Linked DNA regions of Mus musculus: all the other regions are linked to region 1. The links are chromatin contacts, called in public Hi-C and HiChIP or PLAC-seq maps. All regions are on one chromosome and are shown on one strand. The core of a region is the stretch at or near the end of the contact, and the rest is flanking DNA. Distances in the headings are between cores, read along the strand shown.

Region 1 (2,944 bases), core at 152-2,651:
ACTCATATTGCAAGTGAATGTGAGAGCATCAGAAAGCTTTGTTTGCCCTCAAGAGAAAAAGTAGTATATGAGCAATTACACCTGCATTTGTCTGCGAAATGGGTCAGTAGGTCAGTGTGTCTGCTGCTAAGACTGAGGGTCTGGATTCTGTCCCCGGGATGCATAGAGCAGAGGGAGAAGAATTGACTCCTAAAGCGGTCCTCTGACTTTAACATACATATCCTGGCACAGATGTGCATGCGCATGTTTTACATACGTTACATGTTCATAGGTACAATTAAAAAATAATAATTACTAAAGCTCTGTAGTCTTGATTCCTGGCAACTGACAATGTTGTCCAGGATTGGCAAGACTGCTTCCATTTCTACCCTGAATATTGTTTACCATGTAAAACTTCCAAACAAACTGTGAGGTAAATAAGAATTGTGGCCTGGAAATGCCTTGACAAATACAAAAGCTTTCATTCCTTAAATGGGATCCCTAGAACAGCATTGAGAGAGAATGTTTCTATACCTAGAATTGTATTACACACACACACACACACACACACACACACACACACACTCACACACACACACACACACACACACACACACACACACACATTGCATTCATCTTGTTGCACGGACAGCTACAATTTTTCCTTGATATTTAAAGTCTCATGTATGCAAGAGCAGATTCCTGTCAATGTCGCAGTAGCTTACTTCTCCATTGAATATGATCTTAAAGAGGGGAAAGTCTGTTTAAAGGGGCATCTTCTGGCAGTCGCCACTCTAAGCATGGTTCAACACCGTGAGGACCTGTGCGGGGGCTTTGACAGATGCTACATTAGACCAAGTGTTGTCCCATCAGGAAGTCAGATCGAATAAGTCTATTTGAGAATGGATGAAAGGGGCATGGGAGGCCCATCTGCGAGTAACTGGTCGTGTTGTAGGCTCTTACCCTCAAAGATGAAAATGCCTAAACGAATGAGCACAGTCTAGACTTAATTCTACACCAGAAATGCTCCCTCAGGAGATTATGAATGCTTTGACTTATGGAGTCTAAATACACTTCTGAACCCTATAATGAGAGCCAGACAGCCTTTCCCCCAAATACTCATTAACAACTTCAATTTTTTTTCCCTAAAATACGGACACTACGCTGTTCCAAAGGAAGATTTTTCTCTGCATAAGAGCAATGATGAGCACAGAACAGCTGGGTTCCGCTGTCTCCTCAATCTACAAAGCTTACACCATGCTAAAAATAGGACCAGTGACTGGAACCTGAAGGAAGGGTCTCCAAACCAGGTGCCAGTAGGTATACAGCAGGTTGCACAAAAGTCTAAGCATCAGGAGAGACTTTTCACCGCTCTCGATTTCCTGAACAGCAGTCCTGAAGCCTGGCCACAAGAGGGAACCATTGTTCAAATGTTGGAATCATTTTTTTTTCTTCCCCCTCCCCTCCCCGAGGAACTCAGCCAGCTCAAATCCCTCTTTAATGTAAGAACCTGATCAAAAGGCTTGAACAAAAAAGTAGAGACAGATGTGATCACGGACACAGTTCTATTTTGGATGGCTGAATGATCAGCTTTTAAATACCTGAGTAACCAAAGGTCTGTCATCCAGTAACAGAAACCAGAGAGGCAAGGCCTTGTACTGACAATAGAACGTCGGGCCTTTATTTTATTTCTTTCATTGGTTCTACTTTGTCTGAGCTGAGGAAAACTTTTAAAACCAAACAGCAAATATTAGAATGTAAGGAAACAAACAGAAATGCAGACTTTTAAGCTCAAGATTGTCTCCCGTCTGTAGCAAGTGATAATGCTGATCAGAAACGGGAGAAGGGCGCATGTGTCCTAAGGAGTTCTTGCTTGCAGCCCCGTGAAACAGCGCGACTGGCAAAATGCAGACTAATACGATAGAAGGCATACAGGATGGCTTCCTGGAGGTCGTGTGCCACCAGGCTGGCACAAATCCAGTTTCCCAACCAGAAGAAGGGCAGAATAAACTGGAACGTGCTTGATGCCAGTCGGGCTTTCATAGGAAAACAGATGACGGCTAAGATTATTAATCTTGACAGTTTCCTGATTTATTGGGATGTTGTCATCTTCTCCTTTTGTATAATTTGCCAAATGATCATAGTATTAGACTTAAGGAGGCAGCACCCAGGGCCCCCTTCTTTGGCATTTGCTTCAACAGTAAAACATGAAGGCTTGTTTTGAGGCAAAGGTGGACAAATTGAATTTTCACAGATGTATTATCATTTGAGAAATACCAAGTCATGTTTTATTGTGACTTTTGATGTAAAGATAGCTTTATATGTATTAATTATAGAAAACTGCTCCATTTATTTAATAAATATCAGGCCAAAGGTAAGAAATTTAAAATCGAGGTCTCTAGCAATCAAAAGCAAATGTTACTGCTTAGACTAGGATACTGATAAACAAAGAAAATAATCAGAAAATAGCAGCTAGGTTTAAAAGCCATTCCTCTGCACAGTGATTTCCCAACAAAACAACAACCTGCATGGGAATTCTTTCTTTGAATTGCTCATGTAAAATCACAGAAATAATTTTGAGCTACTTCACCATAGATTCAAAATAAGGAATCATTTGACACATTTTATAAGTGGTTGCCTTCACCAAAGTATTTTTTTATATTCTATTTTTTGTAATCCCTTGCATTTAAAATAGCAACAACAGAAATTAATCTTCAGTTTTTAAAAAGGAATTACAATTAAAGATATTTCCAACTAAAAAGAGACGTTATCCCCAAAACAGGTTTAGCAAACTATAAAATCTCTAAACTTAAAATGCTATAATTGAACCCCCTCCTCTTTTATTAAGAAAAGCCATGTCTGCACCTATGCTTTGAGACATATTATGCAATAAACAGCAATCAGCCTAAAGATGCCATATCAAACAAACCAAGTTTTGTTTTGCTAAACTAAGCAAAATTAGTTG
Region 2 (2,944 bases), core at 174-2,673, 960 kb after region 1:
AAGCTCCAAGCTGCCCTTTCCTTTATTTTGACTTCACTGAAACCCCTAAGTGTTAGTGAGCCAGGCCAGATTCTCTGAGTCATGACAGTTGGCTTGTCAAGATTGCAAAAGGCTTAAATTTTAATCACATCCGAGCCTGGCATGTGTTAGGTGGCTGTCCTTGACCTCAGGTATCATAACAAGAACCAAGTGACCTCTAGTCTGCAAGTCCATCACTTCAAATATATTATCTAATGTTACCAAAGCAGAGAAAGTAAAGGCATGGAGATTCGTCTTCTCTTAATGGCCCCAGACCTAAAGACACACAGATTTCTATTTAAGATCCAAGCCATTGTCTAAAATTGACCATAGAACCCCACTTAACCAGCCCTGGATCTAGGAAAGGCAAGAGACATTAATGTCTGATAAGCCCTAATTCATATATATCGCTTTATGATTCTTTTAGGAAGCTAAACATTATCTCTAGAATCTGGAAGTAAAATTTAAGTCTGATCTATGTGTCATAGACAAGCGCACCTACTAAGAGTAGCAGCTGGGCAAGCAAACTGAAAAGAAGGCTAACCAGCTATGTGGGGCTCACACCTGGGAAGACTTACAGTCCTAGCCCACAAATGGAGGCTGCCTTAGTAGCAAGTTCCCTCGTAATGAGATGGAGACTTGCTTATTTTTAGGGTGAGGCTGAGTAATTAATGACTGTCCAGGCAACTGGCAGAAACCATACAGACATTCTGAAAAATTGATTAAAACACACACACTTAAAAGCTCCAAGATGCCTTGTGACTCTCTTCCCGCCTGTAGTGTAATTAAATAAAGCTTTATCTAACCATTTTACTTGTATGCATTAGGGACTCAAACCAGGCCTCTCTTTCTCCCAAGACTTCAATATGCCCTTATCTGTTTGTACTAATTGAGTTTTCTCATACTGCCACATGGGCAGCAGCTAATAGATCTGATATGCCTGGGGATGATCCTGGGTTCCTAAAGCTCTCCCAGTGACCTCAGATCTTTAAGAACTCAGATCCGCACTGGAGACAGGAAAAATCTTGTACCTTGAAATTATGTGATCCTTTCTGCGGTGAGGTGAGGGAATTCAAATCTCCAGAAGCTCACGAACTAGATACATGCACAGGCCAGCTTAGGAAGGATACAACGCATGCCACCAAGCTCCGCCTGGTTATAATCTCAGCTGCTTCTCAAATGAAACAAGGCAGAGACTCGCCAGGCAGAGCCAGGCCTCTTGGAACAGGCCTGCAATCCCAGATACTCAAGAGGCTAAGGCAAGAGGGTCGTATATTCAAAGCCTTACCTGGGCTATAAAATGAGTTCAACTACATTAAATGTCTCAAATGAAAACGTAAAAAAAAAAGTGGATAGGGGGTTTGAGAGATTGCTTAGTGCTTAAGAGAACTTGCTTTTCTCCCAGGGGATCTGGATTCAGGTCTCAGAACCCATAAGCTTACAGCTGCTAATTCCAGCGGATCTGATGCCTTCTCTTAGCCACCAACAGCACCTGCAAAAACATTATTCTATCTACCTCTACCTCTACCTCTACCTCTACCTCTACCTCTATCTCTATCTGCATGCATGTATGTGTACATGCATATAGATACAGAGATAGCAATAGGCATTTACACATACTCATAAAAAATAAATAAGTAAATCTTAAAAGAAAAGATATCTGAAGAGATGGCTCAGTGGTTAAGTTGCTACTCTTACAGAGGACCTGGGTTGGGTTCCCAGCACCCACATGGTGGCTCACAACTGCCTATAACTCCAGTTCCAAAAGAATGACCGAGGAAAGACACTTAGTACTTAGTCTTCCATGTGCACATATTTATAAACCAACACTAACAAGTACATATAGCACACACGTATACACATGCACACATATAACATAAGATGGCTGAAAATAGACATCTAACACAGAAGTGGTGGTAGGTTCAATCCCCAGGACCGAGGGAAGGTGTAATTACCTGGAGAGCTTGTTAATGCACAGATTTCTTGGCTCTGCCCTATAGGAGCTCATAGGTTTCCAGGTGGCAGTGCTGTTGCTGCTCGAGGCCACACCTCAACAGCCAGTGGCTCAGAAGGGGGTCTCCCAGTATTGTCAGATCTCCAAGAGAAATTGGAAGTATGGATTTATATGTGAAATGCCTCGATTTTTAAAAATCTTGACCACAAATCTAAAGGCATTAAAACTTAAGACAAACCAGTTCTGATGGAGAAATGCTGCAGAGACTCACAGAAGTCTGCTTTTGAAAAAATGGTGCCGCGCTCTTAGTTTATAACCCACAGCTTTGGAAAAATTTGTCAGTCGGCAGGTAAGCCACAATAACTCCTAATAGGTGAATAGATAGTAAAAGCCCCTCATATTGTCTCTCTGTTTATCAGGTGATCCCACTTTGTCCCCTGTCACTACAAAGCTATATTTATGTGAGACCCCACCGAACCCTTTTAGAAACATTCTCCCAAACGGTCCTCAGACCCCTTAAAATATTGCCAATGAGCCCACATTTGAATGGTATCGATCTCACTTGAGTCGATATTTTAAACCATCAGCTTTAACACTGGGCCTAGGTGCTTCTCTCTGTGTTCCTAAGGCCTCAGGTCCTATACATTTTCATAGATCTGGCCCAGCACCTTTGATAGGCAGGTTGCCATGCTGGGTACTGATGATACAGTCTATCCTTGCCAGATTCCATACCATCCAGACATGGACAGGGAAGAGAAATGCAAGCAGACACAACTCTGAGCTGTTCTATGTGCACTGGAATTCCATTAAAAAGCTTATTTGCAACATTCTCTTCTTAATACAAAAAGTTTTTTTTTTTTTTTTAACTTGGTCATTCACACAGACAATGACAGTCAAAGTTTGTCTTGTTTTTCCACTTGGATTCTCCACCCCACTCTGACTTTTTCAGGTGATAAAGCACTGAGGCCATGC
Region 3 (2,944 bases), core at 247-2,746, 920 kb after region 1:
AGTTCTCTTTGTAATGGAAATGGTTCTGGCTTTGTTTTGTTGGGTAAGAAATTCTTTTCATTTTGGTCTGATGCCCTCATATGTTGTTGCTAAGGTATGTTGTTCAATCAGGCTGTGGAAGCCTTGCTAGATGAATTCTGGATGCCTGGAGCAAGCCTGGAAAACATATTGGATCTAATAGCAGTATCCATACCAACCCACAAGAACCCCTGGATCTGGACAGTGTGTTTAAAGAATGAACCTTAAGTACTGCCTGGACCATTTTACAATTAAAGTGGAAAGTATTTTTCCAAATTGTAGATGAACTAAAATTGTTGTATTTTTCCATAAGACTAAGGGGGGGGGGTAGAACTACCCCAGTCCCATTTATTTTTAACACTATTGCCTTCCTACCAAAGAGAACAAAGCTGGCTATTTTGTGATGTACCATCTCAAAACTCAGTGAAGCCAAAGCTTAATTCTATGTGACATTTCTGGTGGTGTGCTATATTTTTGCAAAAATAAAATCCCTTTGATTAAAATTTCACACCTAGCTGAGGACCATGAAACCCTGATTACCTGGTCCAGTCTGAGCCCAGCATTTGCCAAAAAAGCTTACAAACCTCAGTACAACTTGAGGGGAACTTGGCCTGGGCTTCAAGTCAGTGGAAGCATTCAAAGCCCAAGGCATTTGCCAGGTGGCCTGTTCCCTGCCTGGTGTCAGCAGCTCTAAATTAGGCACATGCTCTTTAAACCAGCCATGAAAATGATTGGCCCAAATAGCTAGAGCCCAAAGGAAATATGAGCCGGTTGGCAGTGACCGAGGCTGGGGACATAACAGGACTTCAGCCTCTTGCTCCTGTGTTATCCCTCCCTGGTTGGGGCAGAACTCGAAGTTTATCCTCTGGAAGCAGATGCTTCAGTTCCAGTGACACTGAGTGTATCAGAAAGAACTGCAAATGCCCAGATTTGCAAATGCTGGTGTTCTGAAGTAGAGGCAGGGGCAATCTTCAGGCTAATGCTATTATAGAACTGTTTGTAAAGCCTGGAGCTTAAACATCTCCGCACCACAAACAGCCACTGCTTTAAAAGGGACATTAGGGTCACATTTGCAACTTTGAGATAAGATTTTATGTCAGAAGTTCAGCCCTCTGGACAGCATAAAACCCGATGAGACGCCGCCTGGGTCATCGCAGCAGTCCACAAACCCAGTGCTTTTGCCTTTAATGATACCGTCTAGCCCAGGCCATAGTGCGGCCTCGTCTTCCAAAGCTCAGAGCTATGTGTCTGAAGTGCAGATAGGTTTAAACCTCCCTCAGAGTTGCTGATGTTTTCAACTTGCTTATGTAATCTATATGCTGTATAAAATAGTGTTTTCTCATGTTTATTCCTGAACGCTTGCTGGTTTGAAGGAGATTCATCAGTTACGTAATTGCTGAAGTTGGGGAACAAGTCCTGTGATCACCTCTTCTGATTAGACTTTAATCAGATCCAAGCTCAAGCTCCGAGGCTGGCAATGTGGAGGATGAGCTGGCACGTGGCAAGACTGAAAGTGGAAGCCGGTGAGGAACCCCAGAAGTGGCCCAGGGAGAGGAATGAGGATTGGAGAAAAGCGGATAGGTGGGCATTCAATTATACCCCTACAATCACAAAAAGGCACTGCCCAGCCTCAAAGGAAAAACAATGACTTCTGAGACCTTTTCTTGAGAAGTCCTTGGCAGCTATGGCATTGAGAGGAGAACAATGAGAGGGAGAAGCAGTTGGAATCAGAGACAGAAAGCCTGCTCAGAAGATAGAAATCTAGAATGTGGCAAGGTCTGAAAAGAATGAGGTAGAAGGCTGGAAAAACGGGAAAGGTTAAAAATGGTGGGAGGTTCTGAGCAGCAGCATAGCAAAAGGATCAGAAAGACATAGAGCCCTGTGGAGTACCAAGGGTCAAGGCTAGACAAATTTTAATAGCAGGATTAGCCACCACAGCAAGGCTCTGGCTGGGTCCTTGTGAACTAAGGGCACACTTGACCACCTGACAGATGCGTGGAGGTGTGACCCATAAAGTCCCAGAAAGAAATAGAAGAAGGAGGAAAAAGGAGAGAAAGACTGATGACTTTAAAATTAGAAAAACTAAATTTGGACTTATTATGCCCAAGAGGAATATAGCCTGATGCACAATTTATGCAAATTGATAAAGCTGATTACACAAATTAGCCAAGGCTTTTTTTTTCCCTCTGGTCAATAAGTCTCCTCTGCCTCCCCCGTCTTTTAAACCCAGCAGATCACTGTTGGCATTTACAATGAATCCTCTTCCTGGCGCTGCTAGCCAATTACTTGAAAAGACTCAGTGGGCCATTTCCTATTTCGGGCTCTAGGCTCGAACTTACAGAACACCCAAAGAACAGGGCAGATGAAAGCAGCTGGCCCTCCAAGAGAATGACACAGTTAACAGCCCAAGGCCATCACTCAGCAGATCCTCAATTCCCCAACCCTCTCCTAAAACTCCACTATAGTCCTAATAAAATACATATTAGTGAATTATGCTTAATATGAATTTTAGCCAATCTTCCAAGACTCTCTTGGAGAAAGGATCTATGATCATCCTTTGAATGGGAGAAACTAGTATTAGTTCAATTTAGTAACCACCCTGGGTCAGTTACTTTTCATCCCTGTTGTAAAACACTTGTATGTCCTAAACGTTTCATATTGTCTAAAAGTAGTGTCATCAGCTGGGGACCAGGTGCTCAAACAGGAGGCTCTGGGAGAGAGTGACTACTTACAGCATGGCACATGGCAAGGTCAGGGCGTTGTAGGCAATGGGAGGTGATCTCAAACCCAAGTCTCTCCTTCTCTGTCAGATGAGTGTTTCCAGCAGCCCACTCTAAGAGGAGGTCCCTACTGTTGACGTCATTTGTTGGACTGCCCTTCAGAACGCACTGTTTTAGGAAATAAATTTCCTGCAGGTGCAGTGGGA
Region 4 (2,944 bases), core at 118-2,617, 700 kb after region 1:
GCAATAGAGCTAAAAATGTAGCATATAAAAGAATTTATAGTGGCAGCACCTAGAGATAAACCAGGGAGCTCGTGACACCATATCCCAGCCAGTTAGTGAAGGCACCATTGGTTTTATTCAAGCAGAGTTGCACTCGGTAGAAACTGGGTGCTAATTCATTCTTTTTGAATGTGCACGTCACAGATACTGCTGTGGCACGATTTCACCTGTGCAGACTTTTATTTAAGGCACTCAGGAGGCCCCGCAGACGTGTGAGTCACAGTTTCTCTTCTTTCTGGTGCTACAACTCTCAGCAGCAGTCTGTGAGAAGATCCCTGTGCCGTGTCCTCAGAGCCCGTCTCCTAGATGTGCACATGTTCCTTGGTGTGTGGGTGGGGGGTGGGGTGGGGGAGGCTGTTCCTTTGCAACCTGGACCTACCCAGTCCTCCCATCCTGTTGGGTAGAGCCAGACCTTGGTCATAGGTAGCTCAGGTCTCTCCATGTCTGCTTGCCCGAAGGAGGAAGGGCAGGAGGAACTCTGATGAGAACAAAGAGGAGGAAAGAGCTGGAAGCCTACACAACTCCTGCAGCTCTCATCTCACCCCTGCGAGGTCAAGTTTAGCTCAGGCTTGACAAAACCTCTGTACTAGATTCTTGAATAAGGGGGTGGGGGTGTTCACTGGCTTCCTCCTTAGGGTGTCCGTAATCATTTGCTGAAAATAGCATATATGTTAGAACTAGGGAGAATATTGATCTGTCTATTTCTAGTTGAATACTAAACCAGCCTATTGGAGTTGATGGCTTTAAGTACCAGCCACTCTTGACAACATGGCCATCCTCACTGCATGCCAGAGTATGTTTTTCAGGACTAGCTAAATTTGTGGATCTAAATAGGATTAGATTTCTGTGCTCTGAAACAAGTACATCTTTTGGTAAGTCTAAGGTTTGGTCTCTCAGGTCCAGCATTATTAAATAAAGTGTGTACTTGCCCACTTTTGGCTAAAAAGCTATGTAAAGGGATATCTTGCCCCTTAAATACTGTTCCTAAGTCCAACAGAGATCTTTGGCTATCCTTTGACTATTTTTAAATGATTTAAGAATTTCACTTTTCTACCTCTATAAAGCTAGCTGAAAGCCATGTGCACTTTTTGCTTCCAGCTCAATAGGTTTAACTGTTACAAAGACAGTCAGAATTCAGTGAGCTCAGTTTTTCCATTTTTAGGAACTTTAGGTAGGATTTAGAGAAAAGGAGTTTTGTGACTTTGGAGCAGCTCTGTAAAGGTCTTCAAGAGAGGAAATGACGGAGGCCACGGTGTGTGTGGCCATGCCACAGCAGGAAGCACTAGTAGCTATAGCACCTCCTTTACCCACGGGCTGACTGAGAGCCAGCCTACCTCAGAGAGGCCCCTGATTCAATCCGAAGCTCTCTGGTATTCATGCTTCAGTCAGGTTAGCTCTTCCTAGACAACATCAGTAAAAGAAGGGAAATGAGCAGACTGAAGGGCGTTCGCTCATAAGGGGGGTTCATCAGAGAGCTTGATGCCTTCCCGTTAAACCCCACGCCGAATGCGATACAGGTGAGATCTTTCAGCAGACTGCCTGACTGTAGAGGCGAGCGTCTTCTTGGGAGTCTCTGTAGTCTTTTATATTTTAGATAATGAAGGTAGGTTTTATTTAAAGTTTAGCTTTTTTTTTCCCCCTCACCTGGGAACTGAAAATAAAGGCCCCATGAAATGAATGAGCGGTGAAAGTAAGTTTATGGAGAGTGATGATAGAAAAATAACTCTGAAAGGGACTACAGATTTTCACACCAAGCAGAGGTGCGGGAGGTCTGAGGTCCTGGGTAAGGACTATGAATCTCACCCACTCCCCTGATATTTGCATCTTAGAAAGTAACCTTAGTACTTTAATTTTTATTTTTATTTTATTTTATTTTTCCAATTTGTTCTAAGTATTTTTTTTTTTTTGTATGCAATTCTTTTGCTTGGTAAAATGGCACAAAGTTTGATTACCAACCAAAAAAAAAGTAAAAGTCCCTGTTTTAAAGACTTACAGAAATAAAGCTGTTGTGTAATTGGCTGCTAAATAAATAACTTTCACAATATGAACTCCAAACCATTTGTGGAGTTGATTTCTAAGTGTCAAAATGATGAAGTTGTTTTTCTCCCTAAATCTTAATCCACTTCTGTTGTAGGTTAATAGAAAAAAAAAATGTATTCTCTTTTGTTTTTTTTTTTTTTTTTTTTTTTTGATTTCAACAATTCCAGTTGCTTTTGTGTCATTTTCAAGCAGTTCCCCCTTCCAAGCAGCATACTTCAGGAATTGGGTTTAAACACACTGTTTCATAAACTGCCAGCCTCCTCGGCCGCCCCAGTGCCTCTGATTCCGTAAATCAGATCATAGGCAGCATGCTGTCATATAATAAGGTGTCTGATCCTTATTACCAGTTTGTTGATGCACAGACTCCTTCAAATTGACCATCGCAGCACATGGTTTCCCTGGAACTAGCTGTGATAATTAGCGTGGTTCTAATGAGACAGAATGTCACTGATCTTGTGCTGAACTGTCGAGTATCGACACTACGGATGGGAACTGTCAGAGCCTGCCATCTGTGACAGCGCTTGGCATATTCCAGTGGCAAGGTAGAGTGTGCTCGGTAGAGTATTTTCAAACAAATGGCCCTTTTCTTGACGAGGCTCTGCGATCTGTTCGACTGGAGGAGAATGGGCAAACCCAACTTTGTCCTACGTGAAGCCCTATTTTGACGTCCACGGAGGACTATTGACTATGTTCAGTGTTACATAAGGGAGGAAGCTTTTGTTTAGCTGGTGACTTTTACCGTGGCCGTTCTTTCCCTGTTGCATGTGCTTGCTGGTGTGCTGTGTGCAGTAGCCTCTCCCAGTCGCCCCATATTGTCAGCTCACAGTAAAACAGTCACTTCAAATACTTTCCCCTGATTTGAATA

Evidence for each region. Hi-C and Micro-C count contacts between places; a contact is called where the count stands out from the background. HiChIP or PLAC-seq counts read pairs in DNA pulled down with a chosen protein or histone mark.
Region 2: a contact with region 1 is called in a Hi-C map of the N1E-115 cell line, with 9 times the contacts expected there. The contact joins two enhancer-like sites. A contact is called at or near these places in 1 of 15 datasets of contacts at CTCF or cohesin (pro-B cells), 1 of 484 Hi-C or Micro-C datasets (the N1E-115 cell line), 1 of 115 datasets of contacts at active chromatin or transcription factors (double positive thymocytes) and 1 of 9 other capture datasets (embryonic trunk).
Region 3: a contact with region 1 is called in an H3K27ac HiChIP or PLAC-seq map of SST interneurons, with 10 times the contacts expected there. The contact joins two enhancer-like sites. A contact is called at or near these places in 2 of 15 datasets of contacts at CTCF or cohesin (large pre-B cells and pro-B cells), 1 of 484 Hi-C or Micro-C datasets (cerebral cortex), 2 of 115 datasets of contacts at active chromatin or transcription factors (SST interneurons and astrocytes) and 1 of 9 other capture datasets (embryonic tail).
Region 4: a contact with region 1 is called in a Hi-C map of CD8 T cells, with 4 times the contacts expected there. The contact joins two enhancer-like sites. A contact is called at or near these places in 2 of 15 datasets of contacts at CTCF or cohesin (large pre-B cells and pro-B cells), 3 of 484 Hi-C or Micro-C datasets (CD4 T cells and CD8 T cells), 4 of 115 datasets of contacts at active chromatin or transcription factors (SST interneurons, double positive thymocytes, memory CD8 T cells and 1 more) and 2 of 9 other capture datasets (embryonic tail and embryonic trunk).

Annotation. Positions count from the first base shown.
Region 1 is chr17:52,460,423-52,463,366 of GRCm38.p6, reverse strand. No RefSeq gene overlaps it. Among named protein-coding and RNA genes, the nearest start is that of Gm27217, 140 kb to the left of the region's middle. Within about 2 kb of position 1,401, at least 28 of the 459 cell types and tissues checked have an H3K27ac peak or open chromatin away from gene starts, as enhancers often do. A contact at or near this core is called in CD8 T cells, the N1E-115 cell line and SST interneurons, where this site is marked.
Region 2 is chr17:51,496,915-51,499,858 of GRCm38.p6, reverse strand. It overlaps the pseudogene Gm46574. Among named protein-coding and RNA genes, the nearest start is that of Gm31143, 36 kb to the left of the region's middle. Within about 2 kb of position 1,423, at least 1 of the 459 cell types and tissues checked has an H3K27ac peak or open chromatin away from gene starts, as enhancers often do. A contact at or near this core is called in the N1E-115 cell line, where this site is marked.
Region 3 is chr17:51,544,988-51,547,931 of GRCm38.p6, reverse strand. No RefSeq gene overlaps it. Among named protein-coding and RNA genes, the nearest start is that of Gm31143, 12 kb to the right of the region's middle. Within about 2 kb of position 1,496, at least 11 of the 459 cell types and tissues checked have an H3K27ac peak or open chromatin away from gene starts, as enhancers often do. A contact at or near this core is called in SST interneurons, where this site is marked.
Region 4 is chr17:51,761,089-51,764,032 of GRCm38.p6, reverse strand. The region is part of intron 9 of Satb1 (special AT-rich sequence binding protein 1); the gene reads left to right. Among named protein-coding and RNA genes, the nearest start is that of Satb1, 70 kb to the left of the region's middle. Within about 2 kb of position 1,367, at least 44 of the 459 cell types and tissues checked have an H3K27ac peak or open chromatin away from gene starts, as enhancers often do. A contact at or near this core is called in CD8 T cells and SST interneurons, where this site is marked.